Linked DNA regions of Mus musculus: region 2 is linked to region 1. The links are chromatin contacts, called in public promoter capture Hi-C maps. All regions are on one chromosome and are shown on one strand. Each heading gives the region's core, a stretch centred on a gene start, on an enhancer-like site or on the middle of the called end of the contact. The rest is flanking DNA. Distances are from core to core; before and after follow the strand shown. Region 1 holds the start of Ndnf (neuron-derived neurotrophic factor). Region 2 overlaps Gm36408 (a long non-coding RNA gene).

Evidence for each region. Promoter capture Hi-C pulls out the DNA fragments that hold promoters and counts their contacts.
Region 2: a promoter capture Hi-C map of second pharyngeal arch cranial neural crest shows a contact between it and region 1, with 3 times the contacts expected there. The contact joins the enhancer-like site here to the promoter of Ndnf in region 1. A contact is called at or near these places in 7 of 39 promoter capture datasets (the 3T3-L1 cell line, 3T3-L1-derived adipocytes, cranial neural crest and 3 more), 2 of 115 datasets of contacts at active chromatin or transcription factors (forebrain and stem cell-derived neural progenitor cells) and 1 of 9 other capture datasets (embryonic stem cells).

Annotation. Positions count from the first base shown.
Region 1 is chr6:65,670,058-65,673,284 of GRCm38.p6, forward strand. Ndnf (neuron-derived neurotrophic factor) reads left to right here and starts at 1,554. Exons shown (of 4, transcript NM_172399.3): 1 at 1,554-2,044. It overlaps Gm36144 (a long non-coding RNA gene), which reads right to left and starts at 1,190. Exons shown (of 2, transcript XR_869148.1): 1 at 802-1,190.
Region 2 is chr6:66,150,242-66,153,468 of GRCm38.p6, forward strand. All of the region lies in intron 2 of Gm36408 (a long non-coding RNA gene), which reads right to left. Among named protein-coding and RNA genes, the nearest start is that of Gm36408, 120 kb to the right of the region's middle. Within about 2 kb of position 1,745, at least 13 of the 459 cell types and tissues checked have an H3K27ac peak or open chromatin away from gene starts, as enhancers often do. A contact at or near this core is called in second pharyngeal arch cranial neural crest, where this site is marked.

The DNA of each region.
Region 1 (3,227 bases), core at 304-2,803:
TTCCTCTTAACAACTTTAATCATTTTCCAAACAACAGTAACTTTCAGAAGTTCTGCCTCCCTGAGCCTGGAGCCTGGGGTGGGAGGCCTTGCTCACTGCACCTGCAATGCAGCCACACCTAACTTCTCCCTGTTCCCAGGGCACCCACGTACTCTGACAAGTTTCAGCCTCTTCATTTACTTCTCTGCAGAGTGCTCTCCTCCTTCCCCTCCTCCATCCTTATTTGCCTGGACTCCACCATACTCCAGAGTTCTGCACTGAAATCTGTATCCCAGCACCTTCTAAGCCTTTTATGGCGTTTACTAAACTATGTCACAGCATGGAAGCATTTAACAAACCCACCTAGAGTAGTAGTGGACCCCCTAGCAGCAGAACTTTGGAAAGTGGGCTGAACTGCTGTCTGCAAGATGCTTGCTTTTCAAAGGCATTTAACAGAAAGCTTATAGTTATAAATGAGGGTTCGATAAGGTTGAATTTCATCTTATCTTTGCTTTGGTGACAATGGAAGTAGATAAGTGTTTTCATGTTTTCAATACAGACACTATTAATGAATCCTGTGTAGTATATTCTTAGAACTTGATTCCCTAAAAGCCAGAGTCTGAAGAAAGAAAGAAAGAAAGAAAGAAAGAAAGAAAGGAAGGAAGGAAGGAAGGAAGGAAGGAAGGAAGGAAGGAAGGAAGGAAGGGAAAAGAGACTTGCTAGTCTAGATTCTCAGTCACGAAAATGAGATTTCTAAATATTACTCCATACCCATACACACACCCAGGCTCAGGCCAGGTTGCTAATTAAGCAAGTTCTTACCATAATTACCTAGTCAGCCTTAATGGATTTCCAAGTTTTGCTGGGCCTCACTGGTCCTGTAGGGTCATTTTTTTTTCAATTGTTAAAACAGCTGCTGAGTTTCAAGCCCCAGAGGCTGAATTTGCAGAGGCAAACGCTCCAGAGTGAAGGCTGGGGCAGGCGGTCTGCGAGAGTCGCCTTCTACGCTTGCTTGCTCGCTCGCTCGCTTCCTCCAACCTCCAGTCTTCCAACTGAACACTCCAGATCACTAACCAAGCTCAGAGTTCCTCTCCATTGTGCTCCCCGGCTTCTGGACACTGAGATGGTCCCCCGTGCGCGTCTAGTCGTGCATCATTGTTGGGGGTCTCAAAGGCGCCCTCCCACCCCTCTCCCCATCCCCGGTGGCAGGGACCTAAAGAAAGCAATGTGTCCTGTGACACCACCCCCCACCCCCCCAACCCCCACCAGACTGCAACCCCACGAGGGTCTTGTGTGAGGAGTACTTGGTCGTTGGACCGGAATGTATGCGCGAGAGAGGCAGCAAAGGAACGTGTGTGTGTGTGTGTGTGTGTGTGTGTGTGTGTATGTGTGTGTGCGTGCGTGTGTGTGTGTGTGTGTGTGTGTGTGTGTGTTGCACGCTGGCGCGCAGCGGGAGAGAGGGCGCGAGGCACGAAGGGGGAGCGGCGGGCAGAGGAAGGCGGGGCAGCGGGCAGCGGCGGGCGGGCTGGGAGGGGCAGAGGCTCAAGCTCTGCAGTGACACCAGGAGCCAGCGCACACTCCTTGCCCGGAGCGGCGAGAGAGCAGAGCTTAGCGAGCCGCGTATGAGCCGCCGCCTCTGTGGCTGGTGCACGGGGCTCTGTCTCTGCAGCCCGCGCCGGCGTTTAGCGAGCCAGTCGTCCGGCAGTGCCAGCTCCACGGGCGCGTTCAGTATCCTCCCGCCACCCAGCGCCCGCACTGACCAGCGCTGTCCTGAGACCCCCGGGCCGGCGCCGCCGTCTGCGCCACTTCGCAGCAACTTCTGCGGCTGCGTGTCGCCGGCCTTCTGCTTGTGTTGGAAGTTTGCAGCGCCCGCCACAAAGTTGGGACACTTGGGCATTACATTTGCCCTAGCGTGCACGTCCCCTCGGTTCGTGGATCCTGGTATTTGACATCTTGGTAGGATCCCCGGACCTGGGCTTTTTCCGCACCACACACCCCCCGGGAAGAAGAAAAAAAAAACCAACCAAACTTTCTTCTTCCCACTAGAAAAAACAAATTCTTTAAGGTAAGGAGCAAGATCGAATCTCACCTCCCCGGGCGCCTTCTTGCGCCGGTGCGGACCTGGCCCGACTGCATTTGCATCTAAGGGCTGGTTTATGGTCGGGGTTGAGGTGCATCCTCACACAGGGAAAGGAGCGACCAGAGACTCTCTAGAACACGGACGTGGGCAGCTCTCACTGAGTTGGTCGGTCTGTGGCTGGGTCTCTGATGTATTTGGTGGGCAGACAGCGGCAGTGCTGGGGAGGTGGACACGCTGCATCGGGCTGGAGTGGAACCCCGGAACCGCCCGCTTTATCCTAGCCCTGACTAGACACTGACTTTGGCCGGTTGGCGGTGGGCTCTTGCTTCTCTCCCCGGGTTCAAAGTCCTCCATATGTGCTAGTTCTGCGGGACTGGGTGTTGGGGCGGGAGGTGTTCGGGGGCACTAGCGTGGGTCTGCGAAGCTTACAGGACTCGCGGAGTGGAGCACGGAGGTGGGCTCCATGCAGACGGTGGCTGCTCGGCGGTGGAAGGAATCTTCTGGGACTAGCCCAGCGACCCCGCGCTTTCTCCTCATTTGTCCTCTGCCACGCAGACCAGCATCCTTAGAGAAACTTCCCTAAGCTGGGTGGTCTAGGTCCCGCTCATACTTTCCGAAGCTTAGCAGAGTAGCTACGGAGGTCCGGACACCCTCCTTCCACCACAGCGGCCACCCTGTGTGGTGACCTCTCCAGTGTGTGTGTGCCGGCCGGAGCTCTCTAGTCCGAGCCACCTTTCTCCTTGTCGCGCGGGCAGGGAGCCTGCGGAGTTAAAGCGCTAGCTTACAGACCCGCTCCGCTCTTCCCTGGCGGGCGCTTCGCAACTGTGATTTGGTGTGCTCTTTCATTTTGTCGCTCGAGCTTCATTCTCAAACTCTCTTCCCCGTCCCAGGCCGAGGTGTGAGAATTCTTGAAGTCGGTCGCTCCAGCTGCAGAAGGGTGGCTCGGAGCTGGCTCACTCCAATCCCACAGGTCACCACCCTCCTCCTTGTCCCTGCAGGGCGCTGTCCATTATTTGCTCTGGGGACCGTTAGCTCCCTGAAACCAAGACCTGGAATGGGAGAATAAACCTTTAAAAGTCTCTGATATATATAAACAGAGTTCTTTTAAGTAACTTGGGGTGGCAGTTTGTTTACTTCTTTTAGTCCCGCTAAATCCCAAGGAATGCTT
Region 2 (3,227 bases), core at 495-2,994, 480 kb after region 1:
CAGTCTTAACCTCTAATAAAACCTCACAGTGCAGAACAAATTTTGTACAAATTTTGGTACAATTTAAATCATATAGTACATGCATTACTTTCATGAAATATTCCATTAAGACATCACCATTATATAAGTTGATATTTATGTATCCACTGCATACCTTTGGTTGGGTGTTCTAAACTAACATGTAGGAATATATTCCTAGCACACCTGCTACAATACAATTTAATAACAAAATGACATCCATTAGTATGTAATTATGGTTATCTTTAAGATGTATAGACTTGCTGACTTACAAATTTTTCATAATGGACACACTGCCACTTTAAAAGTAGGTTTATTTTAAAAGAAATATGGGCAATATCAATAATATCAATCAATATGATTTTGTAAAGTTTTTTTTTACACTTTTAATCCCTCCCCACACACACAATGGTTGAAATGATTTCTGTCTATAGGAAGCAAATTACCTGATTTCACCCTTTCTAGAACCAAGAGATATTTAATTTTTCCCAAGATTTTGCATTGTGATGGGAGAATAAACATCTCATGGTCACCATGATAGCATGACTTAGCTATAGGCAACCATGCTTGTGCCAATCAGCCAGATGCTGTTGGAAGTGCACAGACAAGCAGAGAGGCTCTGAAGTTATATTTGAACATTTAGAGGCAACAGTAGTACTTCCTGCTATGGCCATGTGCCAAACTCACAAGTTGTAAAGCTGAGTCCTATGTGAAATTTTATCGTCAAAGGCTCTGTTCCTACTGTTTATGTGCAGTAGTGATTGGGGGATCAGACTTGAAGGTATTAATTTTAGAGGAATGAGGGATGATCAGGAGAGGGAAGAGAGGAGCAGGATAAGATAATGGGGCTAGGTCAAGCATATGTTGGGCATGCACGACAGTTTTGTACTGAAGCCCATGATTTTGTAGAATAAATACTCACCACAAAATGAAAAAGAAGGGAAAGAAAGGAGGAGTGGACAGACAAGGGGGAAGTAAAGGTAAGGAGGGAAGGAGGAGGAAGAGAGTAAGGAGGAGAGGGAAGGGACGGAAAAGGGGAGGGAGAGAGGGAAAACTAAATCTAGGTACCATTGAATCCAAAAGAGTGTAAAAAATGGCAGACAAAAAATGCTGACTCTGTTAGCACAAGGATTCGTTTTAACTATGGAATTGTAATTTCAAACTAACTCTGTGATCAGCAACCTTCCTGACCACCTTTTTATTCCTTTCAAACTAAAGAATCCATTTATCTCCTGTAAGCCCAAACTTAAAGAAAGGATCTTCAGAAATGAAAACAAGAAATAATTCTCATTTGCTTCCTCTGAAGATGTTATTCTGAAGAGAGGGACAGAGAAAGGCGCACGCGCGCGCGCGCGCGCACACACACACACACACACACACACACACACACACAGAGAGAGAGAGAGAGAGAGAGAGAGAGAGAGAAACACGCACACAGAGACAGAGAGAAAGACAGAGACCTAGAGAGAAACTGAGACAGACACCCCCCACCCACCCACACACACACACACACACACACACACACTGGGTTCTGTGTCATTTTCATTAAACATTTCAACTGGTTAGAATTAACTACAAAAGATGTCACACAGCAGCTCCATAGCAACTCTGACTTGAATAAATATGTTGTATGCCTGACATTTAACACTGACTGCCACTGGTGCTCACACCACCCTCAATTTAAAAAAGACAATGTATGACTGTTTTTTGGAGTGATGGCAAAATCCATCCGAACACCTGCATGGCAGATGTGTGCAGCCCCACATGTGCCGGGCGATTCTGCCTGCAGTACTTACCACAAAGTCCTCTTCTTTTTGGCTCAGTTGAGAAAGAAAGCCACCAAGCTCAATGTCTCAGCATTTTCTTTCTTATTATTCTTTTATCTTGTCAGTCATATGTCTTCAGTTTTCCTTCTAAGACTTTTTATATGACGAGGCTTATTCAGAACCCCCAAGCTATTTCTTTTTTTTCTTGATTACTGAGAACTGGGGATTAATTGTGCAGCTTTAATTTGTTTTTATTTTTAACACATGGACAGGGATAAATGGAGGTGCAAAGTGCCCCACTTTTCTTTTAGGTTACTCAAAGGCAAGAAAACACAGTTTGAAATTATCACTCCAGATCTATTGGAAGCGTGAGACCATGCCTATTTTTAAACATTATTTAATAAAAATAATCAGTTTATTATGTTAATTGGAGGTTTTCTTTCTCATAGTTTGATGCTCCAAACTAGGATCATGCACCAGATGGACGTTAAAACTGAAAGATCAAAGAATGACATCACTGAAGCTCAAGGTCCAGCAGTGCAAGGCCAGGTGGATGCCAGAAGGATGAAGTTAATGAGATATTTTGCTGCTACCAACAAGCAAGAAGACCAGAGTAAAACTAGATCCACGTGAAGAAGACTTCTATCAGCTGGCTGCAATTTTCCTGGATTATCCCAAAAAGCCTGCTTAAATCCACCTCATATTACCACACAAATCCATGTTTGTCTGTGCAGTGAATCAATGTACTAAGTTTTTGTTGAACTCTGAATCACATGGCTAAAATATTTGGGTGAGATTGCAGGTTAAGCCCCTTATACATTATCAAGAACTAATATTTGTTCAATGAAACTCCTTGGGCTTTTTAAAAAATACAAACAACAAATCATATTATATAACATATTATTGATCACCATTTTAGGGACAATGTCTCTGAATATTCCTAACACGTTTTCATGTGGGTGGTGATATTATACTCATTTTGAAGATAAACGGACACCTACATTGAAATGTTAAGTTCCCTAGCTGACTTTGATAAGATATTGTGACCCTGAACCCCAACTATTGGCCTGGAATACCCAGCCATCACACTAGACTACCACTGCTGTATGATTAGGTTACCCCAACTATTTGACTAGAGTGCCACAGCTCTATGGCTAGGGTACCACAGCCATTGACTAGAGTACTCCAAACACCTGAGTAGACTACCAGAGCCAATGGACCTGAGCCATCTAATTTTTCTACCCGAGTCATCTGAGTAGACTACACCAGCCATCTGACTTGAGTACCATAGCCATTTAGTTGGAATATCCATAAGCATGCTGGGGTTACTAGTTCAGCTAACTCTGCATTTGATTTGCCTTATTTAAAGCTAGCAAATGGTGCTTCTTGGTGACTGGTGCATATAAATTTAACTGAAGAAACATTGCTCATTTTCCACTTCTT